Regions from separate parts of the Sus scrofa genome. Here region 2 is linked to region 1. A link is a contact called in public HiChIP or PLAC-seq data. All regions are on one chromosome and are shown on one strand. Each heading gives the region's core, a stretch centred on a gene start, on an enhancer-like site or on the middle of the called end of the contact. The rest is flanking DNA. Distances are from core to core; before and after follow the strand shown. Region 1 holds the start of ST6GALNAC2 (alpha-N-acetylgalactosaminide alpha-2,6-sialyltransferase 2). Region 2 holds the start of PRCD (progressive rod-cone degeneration protein).

Evidence for each region. HiChIP or PLAC-seq counts read pairs in DNA pulled down with a chosen protein or histone mark.
Region 2: a contact with region 1 is called in an H3K27ac HiChIP or PLAC-seq map of skeletal muscle. The contact joins the promoter of PRCD here to the promoter of ST6GALNAC2 in region 1. A contact is called at or near these places in 5 of 47 Hi-C or Micro-C datasets (epiblast stem cells, fetal liver, heart right ventricle and 1 more) and 1 of 2 datasets of contacts at active chromatin or transcription factors (skeletal muscle).

What each region holds. Positions count from the first base shown.
Region 1 is chr12:4,937,409-4,942,113 of Sscrofa11.1, forward strand. It overlaps ST6GALNAC2 (alpha-N-acetylgalactosaminide alpha-2,6-sialyltransferase 2), which reads left to right and starts at 1,261. Exons shown (of 9, transcript XM_003131177.5): 1 at 1,261-1,685. The coding sequence starts at 1,561.
Region 2 is chr12:4,973,433-4,978,702 of Sscrofa11.1, forward strand. It overlaps PRCD (progressive rod-cone degeneration protein), which reads right to left and starts at 3,262. Exons shown (of 5, transcript XM_013989871.2): 1 at 2,131-3,262; 2 at 1,760-1,828. The coding sequence starts at 2,204. CYGB (cytoglobin) reads left to right here and starts at 3,813. Exons shown (of 4, transcript XM_021066574.1): 1 at 3,813-5,270. The coding sequence starts at 5,238.

The DNA of each region.
Region 1 (4,705 bases), core at 11-2,510:
GTTACAATGAGAGTAGCCAGGGTCCTGGCTGGATAGGAAAGATAGTTTTGGGGGGAGGGCTGATCTGCTGGGAGACAGTGGAGGGTGGAGAGACTGCAGGCAGGAAGGAGAAGCCCAGGTGGGGGACAGGAGGCCCTGTCTGAGTGCGGTATTGCCTTTTAGGCACTGGAGGTGGATCTGAATCCTCAACACGGATGGGGGAGGGTCACCCCACACAGGACGAGAGCCCTCCCCAACCAGCCGCTGGAGTCCAGGCAGGTGGAGGCTGGGCTGCGTGGAGGCCAAGTCTGTAGGTTTGAAGAGGGAAAGCTGGTGACATTAATGGTAAATCCCTTTTATTTCATGAGGTCTGTGAGGCTTTCACTGAGAGGGAGGGGTAGGTGAGGGATTTGGGGGCTCGGAGAGAGGTCTGAGGTTTCATCCGCCACCAGGAGATGGGAGGAGGTGCTGTTCAAGGGCGATTGAAAACCATAAAGATTAAAAGATAAGACAGGAACCATCGGTTCTAAGCAGTGTCCATCAGCAGGGTAGCAAGTTGTAGTTTCAAAATTTGTGAGAACTGAGCCCGGATGACCCGTTCCCGACTGGAGGCAAGGCCTCAGGAAGCTTTGCGGGAAGCACTGCAACTGGACGGACGCCTGTGGCTGCACCCAGACTGGCCCCGATATGTAAAGAACCGGGGGGCGCAGAAAGCCAGTGGCCAAGAGCGGGTCCCTCTCCGGCTCGCAGTTCCTGATAGTTGGGCTACTTCACAGTCTTCTGACGTCTAAGGCCAGGACGCTGCCCACTGGAGACTACGGTGTCTTACTTAGACTGCTCACTCCCCAGGCGGCCCCCGCTTCGAGGCATGAGCGCCGAGCGCCCCGGCCCTTCCCGACCGCGCAGCCCCTGCTACACCTTACAGGTGTCTCTGGGATGCTGAGGTCACAGGCACGCAACGCCTGGGGAGCCTGGCCAGTCCCCAAAAGAGCGGGGTAAACAGCTCAGCGCCCCCACCCATCCCGTCCCGACAGACCCCCTCCGTCGTCCTCTCGAGCTCCACCCCGGGTCTGAGCCGCTGGGGTTTGCGCCTCCACCCCGCCCCCCTCCCCGGCAAAGGGCCTCGTGGGCGGCGGGAAGCCGCGGGCTGGGACCCGGGAGGGCGCAGTGCTCAGCCCACGCGCCAGGTGGCGGCGTCTCCCCGCGCCCCGCAGCCCCCGGACCGCGCGCGCCCGCCCGCCCTTGACGGCACCGGAAAGCGCCCTGCCCAGCCCCGGCTCGCGGCGTCCTGGGCTGGGCGCGGGCGGGAGCGCCCGCCGTCCAAGCCCCTCGGGCAGAGGGCAGCGGCAGAGGGGCGCGGGCAGCTCCGAGCGCCGGGGCCGCACTCTCGCCTCCGAGACCCGCCGCGCAGCCCCCGAGGGTGCGGCGGCGGCGGCCGGCGGCCCCGCGCAGGCAGAGAGGGAGCGGCGGGGCGGAGAGGCGCCGCGGGGCCGGCCGACTCCGGTAGTCCGGCCCGGCCACCCGGGTCTCTCCCCTCCGCCCGGGACAGCGGCCGACCGGACGCCCGCGGGCCGGGGCTGCATGGGGCTCCCGCGCGGGCCGCTCTTCTGGCTGCTGCTCCTGCTCACCGCTGCCTGCTCGGGGATCTTCGTCGCCCTGTACTCCTCGGCGGTGGAGTCGTACCCGGAGCACAGGTCCGGAGCCAGGTAGGGGCTGCCGCGCGGGACCCGTCGGGGAGGGCGCAGGGGACGCGCAGGACGCCCATTCAAGGGCACAGCGGCCCTCTGTTCCCAGCGCCTTGAGCCTTCACCCCGGCGTTAAACTCGTGCTGCCCGGGCTGCACAGCCTCTGCCAGGTCCGAGAGGGACCTCGGGCTGTGGGCACCAGCGATCCGCTCCCGAGTCTGGCGTTAACTTCCCTCCAGCCCTGATTAGAAACCCTTCCTATCGTCCACATTTCGCTGGGACATCCGAATCAGATAAAAACAGTCTCCTTTTTGCCACAAATTCTCTCTCGCCAACATCACATTGTTCAGACTCTATTTTGGGGGCTGGGACCCCAGGCTTCCGATTCCAACTTTGGCGGGCTCCGCAGCGGCGCTGCGGCAGGTCGCCTCTCCCACGGGCCCTGGTCTCTGGCCTCCCCACATCCGGCTCCCTTCTCTCCCCGCGCTCTGCTCGGCTGTTTACTTTGGTAAGCTCAGCCTGGGCTCGATCTATTGAAACGGCGGACAAGGGCCCGTTCTGGGCTCCCTCCAAACTCCCCTCCCTGAGCCGCCTCCTGCGCTCTGCTCCACTGCCTCCCGCTGACCCTGGGCACCGTCCTTTCATTGGAGAGCCTGCCTTGGGTAGGTGATGGTTCCAATTACCGAAGAAACCTCGAAAGGATTTAGCTTTACTTCTGGAGGGCAAACCGAGCTGTGCCCAGAGTCTGGGTTTGTCAGGCCGCTAGGGCACCTCGTGTGGAGGCCTCTGGGCCCGGGCTTTCCCCTCCAGCTGCTTTCCCACCAGCCCAGTCCTGGTTCCAGGCACAACCAATGAGAGCAAAATTAGTATCTGCTCTAGGGAAACAAGGTGAAAGGGCATCCAAAGTTGCAAAACAATATGAAACAGGCTTGCAACTGATTATCAGTCCAGTCCCTTTAAAACAAAAGGAGCTCCAGCCAGTGATACCTGAAGTTACTTAATCTCCTTGGTGTCAGAAACTGCATAAGGAGAAGGGCTGAAAAGGATTGAGGGTATTAAGAAAGGGGATCCTTGTCAAGTTTTGTGTAAAGATACTCTGAAATGCATATGAACAGCAACTGAAGGTAACTAATATAAACATATACATATCAAGTTTGCTAAAGTAAACATCCATTATACTGCAACAAAGCTTTTTAAAAGATCTTTCAGAGTTCCCCTTGTGGCTCAGCAGTTAAGAAGCCTGACTAGGAACCATGAGGTTGCAGGTTTGATCCTTGGCTTCACTCAGTGGGTTACGGATCTGGCACTGCTGGGAGCTGGGGTGTAGGTCACAGACACGGCTGGGATCTGATGTTGCTGTGGCTGTCATGTAGGCCAGCAGCTGCAGCCCCAATTGGACCCCTAGCCTGGGAACCTCCATATGCCACGGGAGCAGCCCTAAAAAGCAAAAAAAAAAAAAAAAAAAAAAAATCTTTCAGTGTCCCCGGTGGCCTAAACTGTCAAGGAGCCAGCGTTATCACTACTGTGGCTCAGGTCACTGCTGTGGTGCAGGTTTGATCCCTGGGTACTTTCACATGCTTTGGGCTGTGGGTGCAACCAAAAAACAAAAACACACAAAAGATCTTTCATCTTCTTCTTCTTCTTTTTTTTTTTTTGTCTTTTTGTCTTTTGTTGTTGTTGTTGTTGTTGTTGTTGTTGCTATTTCTTGGGCCGATCCCGCGGCATATGGAGGTTCCCAGGCTAGGGGTTGAATCGGAGCTGCAGCCACCGGCCTACGCCAGAGCCACAGCAACGCGGGGGGGATCCGAGCCGCGTCTGCAACCTACACCACAGCTCACGGCAACGCCGGATCCTTAACCCGCTGAGCAAGGGCAGGGACCGAACCCGCAACCTCACGGTTCCTAGTCGGATTCATTAACCACTGCGCCACGACGGGAACTCCTTTTTTTTTTTTTTTTTGTCTTTTTGTGTTTTGTTGTTGTTGTTGCTATTTCTTAGATCTTTCATCTTCTTTTTTTTTGTCTTTTTGTCTTTTTGCCATTTCTTGGGCCGCTCCCGCAGCATATGGAGGTTCCCAGGCTAGGGGTCGAATCCGAGCCATAGCCACCGGCCTACACCAGAGCCACAGCAACGCTGGATCCGAGCCACGCCTGTGACCTACACAACAGCTCACAGCAACGCCAGATCCTTAACCCACTGAGCAAGGCCAGGGATCAAACCCGCAACCTCACGGTTCCTAGTCGGATTCATTAACCACTGCGCCACGATGGGAACTCCGATCTTTCATCTTCTAAACAACTAGTACATGAGTTCCTGTTGTGGCTCAGTGGTAGCAAACCCCACCAGTATCCATGAGGACTCAGGTTTGATCCCTGGTCCCGCTCAATGGGTTAAGGATCCAGTGTTACCATGAGAGGTGGTGTAGGTCACAGACATGGCTCAGATCTGGTGTTGCTGTGGTTGTGGCAAAGGCCAGCAGCTGTAGCTTGGATCCCACCCCTGGCCTGGGAACTTCCTTATGCTGTGGGTGTAGCCCTTAAAAAAAAAAAAAAAAAAAAAAGTTAAAAATAGAAATCTAGTACAACCCAAGAACCTGTCCACATCCTTGTTGCTTTGGTGATGTTTGCACTGTAGCTAAACACCAGGAGTCAGGTCCAGACTCAGCCTCCTTAGCAGGTGGATAAGCAGGGTGGCAGGTGGGATGGAAATCTGACTGGTGAGAGGAGGCTGTGTGATCTCTGCAATGGGGGACCAAAAAGGACCTTAGGGGAGTTCCCTCGTGGCTCAGCAGGTTAAGGATCTGGTGTTCTCACTGCTGTGGGTCAGGTCACAACTGTGACGCAAGTTCCATCCCTGGTCCAGGAACTTTCATGTGCCTCAAGTGTGGCTAAAAAAAAAGAAAAAAAAAAAAAGACTGACAGTGGAGAATCCAGGCAAGTGGGGCACTGGGACCAGGCCAACCACACCTTCACTGGGGGGGACCCAAGGCACCTGCCTCAGGGGCCTTAGCAGAGAGACCCTCAGATGGTCACAAGCCCAGG
Region 2 (5,270 bases), core at 2,012-4,511, 38 kb after region 1:
CCTGCTGCCACCCGGAGCCAGCCCTCCATGGCGGCCCCAACAGGCCAGTCTTTCCTGTTAGCTGGGTTCCAAGGAGTTAATGGGCGACTGCTTCCTCCTGGCAAGGCCACGCCAGACCAGGCCTGGCCAGATGGTCCCAGATTTGGCCTTTTCTCTCCTGACAGGAGGTCCAGGCACATTTCATGTCTGTCAAGGAGATGGACTGTCTGAGGCAGGGACCTGTCAGTCTCACATCAGCCCCCAGCTGGGAGGACCGCCTGGAGCAAGTAATTTATATCTCCCTGTCCCTTGGCTTCCTGCGCCATGAACAAGAGATTTGAACTGCCAAAGCTTTGGGGCCATTGAGCCTTCAGTTCATGTATGCGAAACCTCTGGGGAAGGAGAAAGGGCTGGTCACCTAACAGCAAGGCAAGATCTGGTGTTTGCGGAACAGTTGCTCTGTGCTAGGGTTCTATCATCATTATCTCATTTAAATCTCCCCAAACCCTCGTAACCACTGTGATTAATGCCAGTTTACACATCAAAAGATTATATCATTTGCCCACAGTCTCTCAATGAGAGGGGAAGTAGGATTTAAACTCAGGCTGCCCCACTCCAGCTCCCCCCAAACGCAACAGGGAGGACCCTTCAGCCTTTGAGGGCCTCCTACGCGTGAGGCCCAGTCGTGTAAAACGATTGTTTTTACGTGTCAGCCCATTTCACCAGTGGCAGCAATCAGGCTCCCCGGGGACCCTCTCAACTAGCCTAGGTGTCCAGGAAAGGCATCACAGAAATGACCCTGTCTTCTGCACTTACCCTAAACTTCGAGGGGGGGCCTTTGGACATTCCGAACCTGGGGGAATCCAGGGACCGAGAAGTCAGGCCAGAGACAGAGGGAGGCCCCAGTTCTCGGCTCGCCAGGCTCCAGGTACCTAAGGGGCTCCGTGGGGTACCTCCCACAGCCTGGCAGAGAGTGGGGTGCACAGCGAGCATGCCTGTCCCAGCCGCCAGAGCTCTATGGGGAGCAGCCTCCTTCCAGACCCTGCAGTCCAAAGGCCAAGGGCCTCGCAGGAGCTTCCTGAGCAGAGAAGAGCACCCACGGGCGCAAAAGAGCATTTCCAACAGTAGGTTCTTGGTACATATTTGCCAATTTTCCCGTGTTGTGTCGGGCACGGATCTCCTGTCCTCAAAGGACACTAGGCACCCGGAGAGGGAGGAAATCCTGAAGTTCCCCAAACTTCACCCCCTTCTAAAGGCCACATGGCTTCAGCCTAGGCAAGAGTTAACTTTCTGGCCACTGGAGACAGCGTCCTGCCCGCAGGGGCTGCCCAGCCAATGGCACGCAGTGCTGATGACGTCATGCTCCTCCTGGGCCTCCTATTGGGGCCTGGACAGCGAATCCTGCCGGAGGTTCAGGCCGCGGAGCTGCTGAGCGGGTGGGGGCAGCGGCAGCGGGAGGGGGAGGGGAAGGCAGCAAAGCCACGCAAAGCGGCTTCTCCCTCACCCCTCTCTCCACTCCCCCTGCGCCTTCCAAGAGAAGGGACCCCGGGGACCACCTGCACTCGGACGAGCGAGGCAGAGCAGTTTGGGTTCCGAAGAGAGGCTGGGGCCTCCCATCCCCAACTGAAGAAAGCCCTAGGCATGCAGGGAACCGGGTAGCTGGGGCCAGGGGCACGCACACACGCACGTCCCCACGTACACCCCCCAGGCCTGGACAGGGGACAGCGGCCGTGTCCTTAGCAACACCCTCCCTCCCCCGCCCCAGACTCTTGAGTCTTACCTGCCTGAGGGTTGGAGGTCTGTTTCCAAACCGCTGCCCGAGACTGCCCCATCTACTCCACTGGACTCTCTGCGGGAGGGAAAGAGGCAGGCAGGGCTGTGGGCAGCGCCCGGACCCCCGCCCCCTCTCCTGCTTCTCTGCGAGACCTAAGCCTAAGCCACGTTGGGCTGTGGGACCAGAGGTTGTGCCCCGTGTCTTTGAAGAGCTCCAAGCGCCCCCTCCTTGGAAGGGGAGACTCTCGGGGGTGCCCCTTGTACTCCCAGCCTCCCGGGAGTCCATGCAGCCCCTGACCCCTGCAGTCCGCAGCTCGGCTATAACCCAGCCCAGCGGTTTCTCCCCCGCCCCAGCCCACGGCCCAGCCAGGTTCTCACGGTTGGACCCGGTTGGCGAATCGGCGGCGCCAGAGCATGGCCAAGGTGCTGAGCAGGAAGAGGGTGGTGCACATGGCTCAGCTGCCCCATCCCCTCTGAGACCCAGGCGCAGAAGAAGGCCAAGATGGCCCCTGCCAGCTCTCACGAGCCACTGCCTTTGTCCCGAGGTTCCTGCTGGCGATGGATTAGGAGGCTCAAGCTGATTAGCAGGGTCAGCAGACCCGACCTTGTGAAGACCGATTAACCTCACTGGGCCCAGGTTTTCCCCCGGCAGTGGGCAGCGGCAGGGTATCTTGACCTCAGTCTGCTCTGGGTGGGGATATGACTAAGCCCTGGGCTTGGCCCTCAAGGGGCTTGCGGTCTAGACAAACGCCCTGGCAAGTTAAACCGATGAGCACAACTGGGAGATCTAGGCGGTTAAGGCGCCTACAGAGCACTCTGGGAGTCGTGAGCATCAGGGGAAGCTTCAGAGAGAAGCCGGGTTGTTCTGAGTTTGCAGGGGCTCAAGGAAGGATGGGCCCGCGGACAGAAGACTCTGCCGGGGCTGTAGGCATGAAAGCGCCTGGCATGTTGCAGCAACTGGAAGTTGAGTATTGGTGGGGCAATGACGTCATGGGGGGGGGAGGAGAATATAGATGATGAAGCCAGGAAGACAGGAGAGGCCAGGGAGTGAAGGGCTGGCTAAGTGGTTCACTCCTGACCCCAGGACAATCTTTTCCACACACTTCTGATTACACGTCCTCTTCAGCAAAGGGCAGAATGTAAGTGTAATAGATACACACATCCACTTATAAATTATATGCTCTGTTACCGTGCAGACACAGTCCTCTACCAGCGACACCCATAGAACTTGTAAAGGATGAGATAAAAGCAAGCAGAAATAAGATTTCTCCTACTTCCTGTCCACTTCTGGGTGGAACCTCTCAGGGAGCTGTTTGGAAGGCCATGGTGCTGGCTCTGAGCCCGTCAGAGGAGTTGAGTGGGGGGACCCAGCACAGTGTCCTGGTCCAGGTGACGTGCAGAGCACAGATCAAAAGCCAGGACGTGGCGGAGTTCCCATTGTGGTGCAATGGAAATGAATCCAACTAGGAACCACTAGATTGTGGGTTCCATCCCTGGCCTTGCTCGTGGGTTAAGGATCTGGCGTTGCCGTGAGCGGTGGTGTAGGTCACAGACACGGCTCAGATCCTGCATTGCTGTGGCTGTGCTGTAGGCCAGCAACTGTACCCTAGCCTGGGAACTTCCATGTGCCAAGAGTGTGGTCCAAAAAAGCAAAAAAAAAAAAAAAGCCAGGACATGGGTCTGAGACTAGTGAAAGAAGCTGAGCCCACCAACCCTCCTCAATCCCTCTCTAAGACCCCAGAAGGGGGCACTGGATTTTCCCTCTCTCAGCTGAGCTCTGAGCCACAAGAGGCCTCTTGCCCTGGGTTCCAGTAAAGGACCTGAACGCTGGGCTCCAGCGAGGCCCGAGCTGGGGCTGTGCCAGGGCTCTCTGTTCTGACATAGGGTATTTTTTCTCGTCACGCTTGTGGCATAGGGGAGTTCGAGGGCCAGGGATCAAACCTGTGCCACAGCAGCACCCCAAGCTGCTGCAATGACCACACCAGATCCTTAACCCACAGCGCCACAAGAAAACTCCTGAAATAGGTTTTTTAAAATAGGCACATAAAGCAGAGCCAAAGAGGAGCCACCACCTCTTGCACTACTGGAGCAGTGGACACAGAGCTGGAAAGGGCAGGATCACCAGGGAGCCTTGGGGAGAACTGGACACACCCCGCATGCGTGGTCACGTGTTTCAGCCGCTTGCAGCCGCCGCTGTGGGCCTCAGGCTTCAACTGGGACTCAGAGGTGGGACCCGGCCATACCGGGACTGAGCAGCTGCTTGCAGGGTGGGGACTGGGTGGCTCTCAGAGACGCAGTCCCCACCTCTAGTCTAATGGTGGTCCCACCTCCCGGAGAAGAGCAATTCTGTGGTGGACACGGGATTCCATCCACAGAACCCTTCCCTAATCGGGGCCTTGCTGGCTACGATGTCTCCAGCGGCCTGGGCCTCCCGAGACTTCTTCACACCGCTCCCCCCCAACCCAGGTTTGGGGTGCCTGGGACTTTGCTCCGCCTGGGCTGGTATTAGGGGCCACTCGCCCCCTGCTTTGGGCCTGCCTGTGTCATTTACAAGCCACCCGGGGCCTTCTTTCTGAGGCCACGTGCTGCTCCGAGGGGAAGGAGCGCTGGCGGGAAGGAAAGGGGGGGCGCAGGCCTCTGGTGATCAAGTTTGACAGCCGCCCCCTCCTCATCCCCGCGGCGGTGTTTTCCTCTAGGGTTCTTCCTCTAACCCCTCCGGAGTCTGGGGTCCGGAGCCCGGGCGAGAGCGCCGCGGACCCCAGCGGCTGGCCCGGGAGAGGCCGGGAGCGAGGGGGAGCTCAGCTCGGGTCGCGGGCGGGCGGGCGGGCGGCCACGCCGCAAATGCCTGGCAGTGTTTGACTTCGAGTCAGTTCCCCGCCGCGGGAAGGGTGCTCACACGCACACGCCCCGACACCGCCCGTCTGGGGAGCGGGGACCGGGGCCCCCAGACCCGCACCCGCCGCGGCGCACTCCTGCGTGGCCAGCGCGGCCCTGCGCCGCGTGACCGCCCCCTCCTGCCGAGACCCCCGGCCCCCTCGCCACGCCCACGCCCCAGCCCCACCCGGCGGTCCAACTCCGCGGTGGCGAGGAGGGCGGGCGGGTGCCCGCCGCGTCGCCCCCACCCCGCCCAGCCTTCACCTTGCCGGAACTGGCTCGCGGACGCGGGCTGGAGGGGTTGGAGCGGATTTATTTTTTTTCGCATTTTTCCAGCAGACCACATCCCCGCCCCCCGCTCGCGGTCCCCCGCCCCCTGCACATATACCCTGCACAGACACACACACACAGACACACACACACACACACACACACACACACACACACACACAGAGCCGGCGCGCACAGACACGCTCCCTCCCTCCGGCGCGCTCTGCCACTCGCCCGCCCGCCCGCCGCGCACGCAGCCGGCCCCGGCTCCCCGCGCTCCGCGCTCCGCGCCCCGCGCCCCGCCGCCGCCGAGCGAAGCCGGGCTGGGCTTGGAGCTGCTCATGGAGAAAGTGCCGGGCGAGATGGAGATTGAG